Linked DNA regions of Canis lupus: region 2 is linked to region 1. A link is a contact called in public Hi-C data. All regions are on one chromosome and are shown on one strand. The core of a region is the stretch at or near the end of the contact, and the rest is flanking DNA. Distances in the headings are between cores, read along the strand shown. Region 1 overlaps STK38 (serine/threonine-protein kinase 38). Region 2 holds the start of CDKN1A (cyclin-dependent kinase inhibitor 1).

Region 1 (6,151 bases), core at 2,447-4,946:
ACTAAAATCACTCCTACAATTGTGGTTTACCTGCTCTTTTTCAAGCATATCTGCTTTACGGAGTATTTTCATTGCATACACATGCCCTGTATCTTTCTTCTGAACAAGCCGCACCTAAAAGTTATAAAAGAAATGTCAAGTCAAAAGTTCACAATGCCATGCTAACGCTTTCATGTGTTTTAAGAAATAATTTAAACTGAAAAAGTATTACACTATTAATACAAGCAACCAGCAATAACAAAGCAGAAAAAAGCGCTTTTTTAATGTTCCAGAATGGATATATTTATTAATATCATGAAGTCAGCCCTGAAAACATTCTCAAACATCTCCACATCTGAACAGGTTTCACTCCTTCGTTGAATAAATCCATCTAATTTAAAACCCTCACTTTCAAATTTAAGGATTCATTATACCCATGCCACATATCCATCCAGTCAGCTCAGAAAACCTAAGGAATCAATTACAACAATGTTTAAAACAACAGCAAAAGCTTATGGGTAGAAAAAACATCAAGAAGGAAAAAACCTAAAAGGTATAATTAGGGAAATGGAGTTTTATGCAGTTTTCCTTTTTCTTTATCTTCCAATGTTTTTAGAAAGAACAGATAATTTTATGATGAAAAGAAAACTAATGGTCTATCAACCCAAAGACAAATCTCTTGGCAAGTCCCCACACATCCTCCCCCTACCCTCATAAGATATGTATGCTTTCTCCCCCCTGTACCTTTCTTCCTGTTTTTCCTGAGTCTGATGTCCCTTCCTCACTAAACAGTCCTTCCAGAGGGAGTACCGTACCTTTCCCTCTCCCCAGGAGCCAACAGGGATTCTGAACACTGAGGGATCAATTTAATTTTTTGACTTGTGCTTCTCAGTAGGTACTCACATTTCCCCTAGGTATGGGTTTTTAATAATATGCTACTCCTTTTATACAAAGTTAATGAAACTATTGCATCAGTAAGTAGTCCACTTTGGGTGTTTACCATTAACAATGATGACCTCACATGGGCTCATTCAAACCCTCCCCACCAGACTGCCCTTATGACCTAGCAGGATGCATCTACGAGACCAGGTAGGACAAAGCTGCAGATGCTTTCAGCTCTCTACCACTATCTGCATAACCTATTTCTATAAATTCTGTCTCCTGGAACTATTTTCAGAGCAATAGCAATCTGGGGGAAGAAATGAAGGGTACAGATATGCTGTTAGTTTGCTCTTAGAGAGGCAGTGTGATGCTGGGAAAAGCAAGAGCTTATGTAAGATCAGGAACTCCTTTAAGATACAAAAAGAATGGGTCAAGGAGGAAAAAGAGAGAGACAAACCAAGAAACAGACTCTCAACTACAGAGAATAAACTGATGGTTACCATAGGGGAGGTGAGCAGGAGGATGGGTGAAATAGGTAATGGGGATTAAGGAGAGCACTTTGTCATCATGAGCACTGGGTGATTAAAAACTTTAAGAAAGGGATGCCTGAGTGGCTCAGTGGTTGAGTATCTGCCTCTGGCTCAGGCTGTGATCCCAGGGTCCTGGAATCAAGTCCCATATCGGGCTCCCCGTGGGGAGCCTCTGCCTGTGTCTCTGCCTCTCTCTGTGTGTGTCTCACATGAATAAATAAATAAAATCTTAAAAAAAGAAAAAAAAAAAACTTTAAGAAAAATTCAGGAATTCCTGGGCCCAACTTCTGGGGCTGCTGCTCAATGGCCATGTGACAACAGAACATTATATATCCCCCTTGAGTCTTAATTTCATCATCCATAAAATGAGTTCTTGTAGGAGAGAAGCACTCAGTAAATAATAAATATTGATTTCCTTCTACCTTTCAACTCTCCCTCTAGATCAATACTTAGAACATCAACATCATCTCTGGCAAAACAGAAGAATAATCAGAGATCTGGGACAGGGGAGGGAGAAAGAAAGAAAGGACAGAGAGAGCAGTTAAAATGTGGGGCTGGCATGCCTGACCTATCTACCCCATATTTCAGTTCTATTAACAATCATGAATCATGAATATGTCAGCAGCTTCAAAGTTCTGTGGTGTTTTTATATCTGATAAGTAGCTGTGTTTTTTTTTACCTCACCAAATGCTCCTCTGCCTATCACTTTTAAGGACTCAAAATCTTCCAATCCAAGTCTTGTTCTCTTCAAACGAAGAAACTCTGTTTCCTTCCGAGCATGCGCGGATCTCCTCAGTCGTTTCTAATGTTTAAATAAAGGGAAAGAGAGGTGGGAAGGGGAGGAACTAAAACACTGCAACTCCTTAACAGTCTTATTTGTGATTGGAAAGCAGGGCCACACAGACTAAGCACAACCTTCTCACACGTGAAGAACCCTTAAGAAGGGTTCTTAAGAGGAACAGAAGAACCCTTAAGAGGTCAAATCTCCCCTCCCCAGCATTTGGACACAATAACCAAACCATAGAGAACAGATGGGTGCCTGCCTCCTCTGAGGACTCTACCAACTTTGGCAATCAACTATTTGAACTTTTCTAATGAAGGAAGAATAAACAATCAATGTTTTCCTTTAATTTCTGCATATAAAATAAAAGGGTATGAGCTTTTTTAAATTTCCTTCTGGGTTTGTTGGGGTTTTTTGGGTTTTCCTGGATTCTATGATTCATTCCTATTTTTCTTTTCATTCCTATTTTTGAAAGCATTTCCACTCTCATTTCAGTTCTTTGCACAGTTTAACTGTATTTTTTCCTACTGCATCTGTAGGCATTGGGGGAAGAGCTGATTTGATATTTTGCCTTGATAATGATTTCAGAAATTGGCACTACTTCTTAAAGACTTTCCCATGATTTCTGTAAATATGCTATAATTTGCTTTTTTAAATTTTAATGTGATCTCATCTCTTTCTTAGAATTCTAAATCTAGTTAATTTACTATAATTGTGCCTAGATAAATATTCTTCTCCCTGGTACTTAGTAATTAATTTCTCCCTTTGCATAAATACCTAAATCCAGAAGTACACCAGCTCTCATAAGTTCTTCTGTTACTAAGCCAAGACCCTTTCCCTATGCTCCAAGGCTAACAACTTGCTGGGCAAGATCTGCCATGCTGGGTTCAAGGAAAAATTTCCCAATATGAATTACCTCTTCATCTTTTAGGCCTTCTTCTTCCATCACTTTTTCTAACTTCTTTTGTCTAAAAATAAATAAAGATATTTGAAATAACTGAATACTTTTCTGAAAAGTCTATATAAACATAGTATCTTTTTAATGATATAAACAGGTAAATCTCAAAATGCCTCATTAAAACAATTACAGGGCTGCCTGGGTGGTGAAGTCTGTTGGGTTACCAACTCTTGGTTTCAGCTCAGGTCATGATCTCAGAGTTGTGAGACAGAGCCCCACATCAGGCTCCACCCTCAGCAAGGAATCTGTTTATAAAGATTCTCTGTCTCCCTCTCCCCTGCCCCTCTGCCCCAGCCACCCCCAACTCCCCCCTGCCCTCTCTACTTATGCATACACACCCTCTCTCTCAAAAATAAATCAATCTTTAAAAAAAAAAAAATTACAGTTACTAAGACAACTAAAAAGATCCCCACCCTTTGTTAGTTCTACATTTTGAAAAAGACTATATAAGACATTAATGCAACAAAGAATCCTATTTCAATATGAAAAGTTCTCTCTCTTTTTTAAAAGTATTTCCTCCTTAGCAAACCACAAACAGCTGGTGTTTGATAACCTCTTCTATCAGGATGTCTCTCTGTCCCTGACTGAAATCTACTTCCTTTATTTTTACATCTTCCTCCCCCTCCGTACACAAGCAAAGAGTGATAAACAATAGTAAAGGCAGAATTTAGAGATTCAAGGGGGGAGGGGGGGGCAGGAATGATTAAAACAGGCAACTGGCACCACTGTTAAAATTTAAGGCTCTAAATCCGTAGAGTATTAAACTTTAAAAACTGCATCCACGAATATTTTTTTAAAGATTTTATTTATTTATTCATAGAAACACAGAGAGAGAATGAGAGGCAGAGACACAGGCAGAGGGAAAAGCAGGCTCCATGCAGGGAGCCCGAAGCGTGACTCGATCCAGGGTCTCCAGGATCACGCCCTGGGCTGCAGGCGGCGCTAAACTGCTGAACCACCGGGGCTGCCCCACGAATATTTTTTTTAAAGATTTTATTTATTTATTCATGAGAGACAGAGGGGGGGGCGGGGGGGGGGGGGGGCAGAGACACAGGCAGAGGGAGAAGTAGGCTCCATGCAGGGAGCCCAACGTGGGACTCAATCCGGGGTCTCCAGGATCACGCCCTGGGCCAAAGGCAGGTGCTAAACTGCTGAGCCACCCAGGAATCCCCATCCATGAATATTTTTGATCTATAGTCTCATACTGACTTGATAAAACTCAAAGACACAAGAAAAACTTCCTTATAACTGATTCCACCTGTATTTATTTAGCATAATAAACGAAAGCATATTGACTGGGATCTCTATCCCTTATCAGCATTCCAGATAACAGGCAATGTGGACAGAGCAGGGAAGAATGTAAGTAGGAAATATAGGGTGCTGGGGTGCCGCAGCCAGTTGAGCGCCCAACTCTTGGTTTTCAGCTGGGGTTGTGACCTCAAGGTCATTGGATCAGGCCAAGTCAGGCTCCAGCTAGGCACAGAGTCTGCTTAAGACTTGCTCTCCCTCTCCCTCCCCACAATCTGTGGGCATGCACATTGTTACTCTCTCAAATACATAAATAAATCTTAAAAAAAAAAAAAAAAAAAAGAAAAGAAAGTAGGAAATACATGAAGCAACAGCATGTAGTCTAATGTGGCAGAGGCACACAGCACTTCAAATGTCACACTAAGAGGGCTGGCTCGGTCTGTAGACAACTAAGGGCTACAGACCGAGCCAGGGGTTGGTGTGTAAAGGAGTGATGTGATGAGATTTCTGTTTTAAAATGACAGCCAGCAGTAAGGAGCTGATGGATTGGCTGGGAAAGCAACAAACAAAGACTAAGGCAAATTGAAAGCTCTCCTAATGATTCTTCAGAGTCAAGATCTGGACCAAGAGCTGGAAACCCAGAATGAAGTAAAGGGGGTTACTACAAAGATGACTAACTGGTAGTAGGAGTCAAAGGAAAAATCTTAGACTTTCTCATGGGCGGGGGGATAATGATGCCACCAACCAAGACAGGAAACACAGAGAAAGGACCATGTGAAGGTAATGGAATTAATTTTGGTCAATATATAATTATTGCAATAATAGTAATTAAAATTTGTATTGTGTTAGAAATCATATTACAAATCCACAGGATCATGGGGATCCCTGGGTGGCTCAGGCTCCCTGCTTGGAGCCTGCTTCTCCCTCTGCCTATGTCTCTGTCTTCTCTCTCTCTCTGTGTGTGTCTCTCATGAATAAATAAATAAAATCTTTAAAAAACAAAAAACAAAAAAACCCTACATGGTTCCCAGTCTGCCTACTTCACTTCTCTGAGTTCCCACAATATTTTATGATACACATCTTTGTCTGCATGTGTGTTAAAAGGATAAGGCTATACTGCTGGTACTTTCAGGAGTATAAGTTAATTAGTTGAAGTAAAAATAATCAAAGAGGGGCACCTGGGAGGCTCAGTCAGTTAAGTGTCTGCCTTCGGCTCAGGTCATGATCCCAGAGTCCTGAGATTGAGCCCTGCATCGAGCTCCCAGCCCAGTAAGGAGTCTCCTTCTCCCTCTCCCTCTGTCACTCCCTCTGCTTGTGCTCTGTCAAATAAATAAATAAAATCAAGAAAGAAAGAAGGAAGGAAGGAAGGAAGGAAGGAAGGAAGGAAGGAAGGAAGGAAGGAAGGAAGGAAGAAAGAAAGGGAGAAAGAAAGAAATTAAGAAAGAAAGAAAGAAAGAAAGAAAGAAAGAAAGAAAGAAAGAAAGAAAGAAAGAAAGAAAGAAAGAAAGAAAGAAAGAAAACATCATGGCAAGAACTATAACTCCACCATGGTCAGCTCTTTTTGTGCCTTGAATATCAAACACCATCATACTTTCTGACTATATTTTTTTTTTGAATGACCATACCAGAGTGGGAAGTCCAATATGCTATCATACAAAGTATGACCCAGAGACAGTTGCTTCTGACTATATTTAAATCTTAATTCAAACTAAGAAGTTTTCCGTAGCTTGAGTATACTTGCAAGAGTAATTAAATGGGTTCTGTAGAATACCT
Region 2 (6,151 bases), core at 1,856-4,355, 130 kb after region 1:
GCCCGGGCAGCAGACTGTAGCCCCGACTAGTCCTTCAGACCTCAGGAACATGTCCCAACATGTTGAGCACTGGGGTAGAAGGGGCTGGTTGCTGTTTTGTCCTTCGGGCTGCCTGCTTTGGGGTAAAGAGGGGGATGGCAGGACACAGGAGACCCCCCAAAGACCCCAAGGAGACTTGGTTTGAATTTCTCTGAACAGAAATATGTGTTTTGCTGCAGATCCCTTGGGATTGGCCTGGGATCCAGGGTGTGTGTCTGTGTGTGTGTTTTTTGCACACTTTTTTTTGCATCAGCTCTCCTGTGTGACTTCTAACAATCTGTTCTTTTGCCCCCTTCATAGCAGAAGTCCCTTGTTAAGGGCATGCCTGGGTATACACTCAAGTGTATGGTTGGAAATTTTTTTTAAGTACTGAACAGTATCAGACACTTAGTACTGTGCCTAATAAATATTTGTTGAATTCTGTTGTTGTTGTTGTGATGGTGGTGGTGGTGAGCTAAAAGTTTCATTAAAAAAAAAAAAACCCAAAAAATAAAAAAATAAAAAAACCCCACAAAACTCACTTCCCAACAACAACAAAAAGAATTATTTCATTGTGAAGTTCAGTACCACAAAATTTTAAATAATTCAACACAAGCCTCTTTAAAAAAAAATTTTTTTTCCCCAAAGTAAACAGACAGACAATGTCAAGTCTATTTGAGATGCTTGAGAGACAAAGGGATTCAAGGCAGTAGGAGGATATGCCTGTCCTCTGCTGAACATTTGACAGTGCAGCCTTTGGGTATGTGTATGTTGGGGATGGAGGGAGGTGCGGTATGAAGAAAGGAGCTAGGGAGGAGGGGATTGGTCCTGGGGTCTTGGCCTTTGTGTGGCCCCCCCCTGAGATCCAGCTGCAGTCCTGGCTTGAATCCACCATCAGGCAGGCAAGGGAGTCTGGTGCTGTGCCCTTGCACCCCTACCTGGGCTCCTATGCCAGCAGTAGAGGAGAAGACCTGTCCTCCCTGAGGTCAGCTGTGTTAGAGGAAGAAAACGGGGCATGTCTGGGCAGAGATTTCCAGACACTGAACAGTCCTAGATGTCAGTAATTGTAGCTGCTCCAAGCCTGGGATCTATTTCTTAGTGGTATTTCTGTTCAAAGTAGCATTCTATTCTTTGAAATGTATTTTTAAAGATTTAAAAATTTATTTTATTCTATTTCTTTTATTTTTTTTAACATTTTTAAATGTATTTATTCGTGAGAGGCACAGAGAGGTGGCAGAGACATAAGCAGAGGGAGAAGCAGGCTCCCTGTGGGGAGCCTGATGTGGGCCTTGATCCCAGGACCCCAGGATCTCGACCCAAGCCAAAACAGATGCGCAGCCCCTGAGCCACCCAGGCTCCCTATATTTCTTTTATTTTTTAAAAGTAAGCTCTATGCCCAACAAGGGGCTTGAAGTCAGACCCTGAAATCAAGAGTCACATTCTCTCCTGACTGAGCCAGCCAGGCACCCTCCTCTGTTCCCCGCAATTTTTTAAAAGCAAAACTACAACTATATTAAGTGAAAGAAGGAGGCAAAAAAGAAGTACAAGAGGGGCTAGTGGTGGCAAGTGGGTGGGAGGAAATGGGCACCTCGCTTGCTTTTGTACCAGCGGCAAGCACCAGTGGACATTTCCAGAATTGTCTTTCATCAATGCCACCTCAGTACACTGCCTGAAAATGAGGAGTGCTGGGGGTTTCCCTCTTTCTAGAGCCACTTAAATAGAGAGGGCAATGAGCAGAGAGCTCTGAGAGGCACTGGGCCTATGCTCCAATTATAGCTGTTTATTTGCTGTGTGACCTGAGTCAGGTCACTGAACTTCTCTGAGCCTCAGTGTTCCCAGCAGCGTAAGCGGATTGTGCGGGGGAATATCCAGGAGATAATTTGCTAACCAAGTCCTTCCCCCTTCCTAGCTATCAAATCTGTTGCAATCAGAGGTGCCTGGGTAGTTCAGTTGGTTTAGCATCTGTCTTTGCTTCATGATTTTGGGGTCTTGGTATCCAGCCTGGAGTTGGGCTCTTTGCTCAGCAGGTAGTCTGCTTCTACCTCTCTCCCTACTTCTCCCCCTTCCTCTGCTCCTGCTCTCTCTCTGTCTCATTCATAAATAAATAAATAAATAAATAAATAAATAAATAAATAAATAAATAAATAAAATCTAAAAAAAAAAAATATGTTGCGGGATCCCTGGGTGGTGCAGCGGTTTGGCGCCTGCCTTTGGCCCAGGGCGCGATCCTGGTGACCCGGGATCGAATCCCACGTCGGGCTCCCGGTGCATGGAGCCTGCTTCTCCCTCTGCCTGTGTCTCTGCCTCTCTCTCCCTGTGTGTGTGACTATCATAAATAAATAAAAAAATAAAAAAAATCTGTTGCAATCATAGAGATCTCTATTGTTGAGGTGAGAAGGAGGTGGATGTGGGCACGAGGAGGAGGGGTAGGGAGGTTGGTTCAATGTCCAATTTCCCCCATTTCCTGCTTTCCCCTGGAGACCTGGTTGACCTTTTCTGAGTATTCCCCATTCCCTCCTTCCCCGGGGGCATTGGGCGAGCAACAACTTTGCATCCGTTTAGTCCTGAGGTCCTTAATTTCTTCATCTGTGAAAGAAGGGGGATCGAATCCGGTTCTGGTCTCCAAGATGCTTTGTTGGCGTGTCTGGGTGCTTGGGAAGAGGCGGTCTAGTGAGGGGTCTGTGGGAAGACTGGCGGTATAGTGGGCTTTTCTGGAAATCGCCGAGCGAGGCACATCCTTTATGCTTTTATTTATGGAGTGTTATCTATGAATGTCACCCCTCGTGATCTTCTCGGGGCCAGAAGAAGGGCTCATCCTAAGAATGCCATCCCTTCGTGGGGAGTGCCAACTCCCAACCCAGCGAAAACAACCCCGGTCTGTGGCTCAGTTAGTGGGGAAACATGTCAAGCACAGGGACCCAGGCGCGGGGCGCGGGGCGCCGGGCGCGGGGCGCGGGGCGGGGAGGGAAGCGCCCCCCTGCAGCCCGCGGTGTAGGCGTCTGACTTCGGAGGTCTCCAGCCGCCGGCGAGTTGCGAGCTGCGGCGGCGGACGGCGGCAGAAGGGGCGGTGCCAGGCCTGGGGGCGGGGCGGCCGGTCCCTATATAAGGCGGCACCGGGCGGTGCCAGCTCGCGAGCTGCTGCGGGAGACGGTGGCTTGGAGAGCGGAGGCGGGCGCGGATTCGCGGAGCCGGAGACCCTCGGAGGAGGTGAGGGCGTTGTGGCCGGCGAGGGGGCCTGGGCCGGCGGCTCGGAGCCCGGCCGAGGTGTCCGCCTCGTGTGTGTGTGTTAGTGTCCCAGCGGGTGAGTGTGTGCGTGCGCGTGCCGTCTTCACAGGTGAATGACGTGCGTGGGTCGGCGCGTGGGGCTGGGCTCGGCTCCCACGGGTGTCTCCGGAAGGTGCGCTTGTGCCGGAGGTCGGGCTGTGTCGGAAGCCCGGGGCGGCGGGAGCGCAGCAGAGCGGGGGATCCCCTGCCGCGCCCCCCGCCCTGGAGCCAGGGGAGGCGTGGACTCGCGCGCCCCAGGCCCCCGGCGGCGCGCGGAGGGAGCCCCCGGGCGCGGAGCCCCCGGAGGGGCGGGGAACGCCGAGCCCGGCAGGTTCACCGCCCTCCGCTCCCGGCGGCTGCGATCCAATCCGCGCCGTCTCCGCCCAGACCCCTGCGGCCGGGGTCCCCGACGCCTCCGCGTCCGCCACCGGCTGGGCGCTGAGGTCAGCGCGGGCGGCGTACCCCCCCCGGTCCTTGGGAACGTGTTGGGACACATCCTTTCAGGGCAATCGAGGAGGTGACTCACGGTGACAAGGAGACCCCGGGAAATGGGACGGGTGCGGTCAGAGCCCCGCCCGGGCTGGGGGACAGTGGCGCCCCAGAAGTCGGCTTCCTCCCCGCCCCGGGTGTCTGTGCCCCGATCGGCACAGTGACTGTTTGGCTGGCACAAAGTGTTCTCAGGGAAGCCGGGACATCGGGAGGTCCAGGACTGGGTGTCCGGTCCCCGCCTCGCAGCGCGCCCTCGGGGACCCGGAGCGGTGGCCCTGCGCGGGCTGGGCTCGCTCCAGCCGGCCCGTGGGAGAAGAACAGGGGTCGGACACACCTGTCCTCCTTCGCGCCCCGCCTGCCCTGGGGTCGGGGCGCCGCATTCCGCAGCGGGAGGGGAGACCTGCGCCGCGGGGCCGCGGGGCGTGCAGCCCACGCGCGGGGCGAGGGACCCGGAGAGGTCCCATCTGGAGGCTGGTCCCACCCTGACGGCCACATCCGGGGGCTCCCGGCGCCCCTCGCCAAACTGCCCTGTCCGAGGGCGACTGCTCAGCGCGCAGCGAGAGGACGAGCCGTCCTTTGGGCGCCGCCGCCCAGCGCGGGCCACCGTGCACCCCCCCCCCCGTCGGGGGCCCTCGGGGGACACGGGCGCCCGCCTCTTGCGGAAAAGAATCTTGGAATTGGGTTTGGCGCTTTGGGGTGCCCGGGCGGCTCCCTCCCTGCCCCCCCTTCCCTGCCTCCACGTCGCGGTTCGAGGACTGTCGAGCGGTTCTGTTTTCCTTGCTTTCGTCTATTTTTATTTTCCAGGGATCTGACTCATCCCGTGCTTTGGGCGTGGAGATAAGGTGGAGGGACCAAACCTCTGCGCGCCTCTGCGTGCGGAGTGTGTGTGTGTGTGTGTGTGTGTGTGTCACGGAGGCGCGCGCGTTTTTCCAACAGTGGCGGGGCTTTCGGAAGCCTGGCTGGCTCAGCGTGACGTGTTCGCGGCCCCCGGTCCGCCCCCCGGTCCGCCCCCCGCCTCCCCTCCCCACCCGAGGGTGACGCTGCAGCCCGAGCGCACGCAGAGTTGTGGCGGGCGGGGAGCGCTCCGCAGGAAACTGACTCATCGCTGCTCGCGGCGGCGGCTCGCGGCTCTGCCCACACGCCGACCCTGCGCGTGATTTCCTGGAGACCGGCGCCCCCGTCCGGCCCCGAAGCGAGTAGCAAGCCCGCCTTCCCTTCCCGCCTCGCTGCGCCGCGGCTGAGCCTGAGCCGCAGCTGCGAACGCCCCTGAAAAAGCATGACCCGTTGGCTCATCGCGGGGTGCTCAGTGCTTACTGGTTACTTCGGAATTAAAACTGGCTGAAGTCTAAGACACGAAGGCCAACCAAGGATGCTATTCTCGGTTGTTTGTGAAATAAGGGTTTATATTTGACTTTTCTCTGAACTGGGAGTTACGATAATGGGAATGAGATCAGATTTTGATGAGGAGCCTATGAGGGCCATAGGGTGGTAGGAGAGAGGATCCTTGCCTGGATTCTGGTCCCATCTTGAGCGCCTAGAAGCCTGGGAATACTCAGCCTCCTGGTGAAAAGCCAAGGCAGGCTCCTCCTCCTTGTGCCAGTGAGGCCATCCTGTGTATCCTCTCTTGAAAGGCACCCCAAGAGTGCCCATATGGGGAACTGCCAAACACCTGCTTAAATCCCCTTTATTTTATTATTTTTTAAGATTATTTATTTATTTATTCATGAGAGACACACAGAGGAGGCAGAGACACAGGCAGAGGGAGAAGCAGGCTCCCTGCGGGAAACCGGCTGTGGGACTCTACCCTTGAACTCCGGCATCAGGCCCTGCACCGAAGGCAGATGCTCAACTGCTGAGCCAACCAGGGGCTTAAATCCCCTTTAGTTTGAGTTATTCTGGGAAGAGAGGGACCTATCAACCTGTATTTTTTAAAAAGCTCCCTAAGTGATTCTGCTGGGCCTCTGGTTAGGAACACAAAACTAGAGAGGGAGTAAGGATGAACACCAGAGCACGGAACCCAGGATAAACAGGCCTGGGTTCAAATCCTGGCTGTGCCACTTGTGAGCCATGTGACCTCGGGCAAGTTACTTTACTTCTCTGAGGTCTTAGTTACTTCTTCTGTTAAAAAAAAAAAAAGACCAATATACCCACTCTTTAGGAAAATTAATATTTATTAACTTAGAACAGCCCCTGGCACATAAAAATATATAAATAAATCCTGATGCTTGCCCTAAAGAGAGTGGGTGAAGGTTATTTGAGGGCTCCGCCCACTGTGCTGTGTAACCCCTCTATGGGGCAGTGGCCCTTGGCCTTTTTAGTTTTCTGATTTGGGGGCAAGCCTCGTATCTCTCTAAACGCTTGCCCTTTAAACTTGGTCTGA

Evidence for each region. Hi-C and Micro-C count contacts between places; a contact is called where the count stands out from the background.
Region 2: a contact with region 1 is called in a Hi-C map of blood, with 2.3 times the contacts expected there. The contact joins the promoter of CDKN1A here to the enhancer-like site in region 1. A contact is called at or near these places in 2 of 9 Hi-C or Micro-C datasets (amygdala and blood).

Annotation. Positions count from the first base shown.
Region 1 is chr12:5,796,800-5,802,950 of UU_Cfam_GSD_1.0, forward strand. STK38 (serine/threonine-protein kinase 38) reads right to left here. Exons shown (of 14, transcript XM_038553875.1): 3 at 3,089-3,140; 4 at 2,071-2,193; 5 at 31-114. Among named protein-coding and RNA genes, the nearest start is that of STK38, 18 kb to the right of the region's middle. Within about 2 kb of position 3,697, at least 3 of the 20 cell types and tissues checked have an H3K27ac peak or open chromatin away from gene starts, as enhancers often do. A contact at or near this core is called in blood, where this site is marked.
Region 2 is chr12:5,925,124-5,931,274 of UU_Cfam_GSD_1.0, forward strand. It overlaps CDKN1A (cyclin-dependent kinase inhibitor 1), which reads left to right and starts at 3,106. Exons shown (of 3, transcript XM_038553885.1): 1 at 3,106-3,225.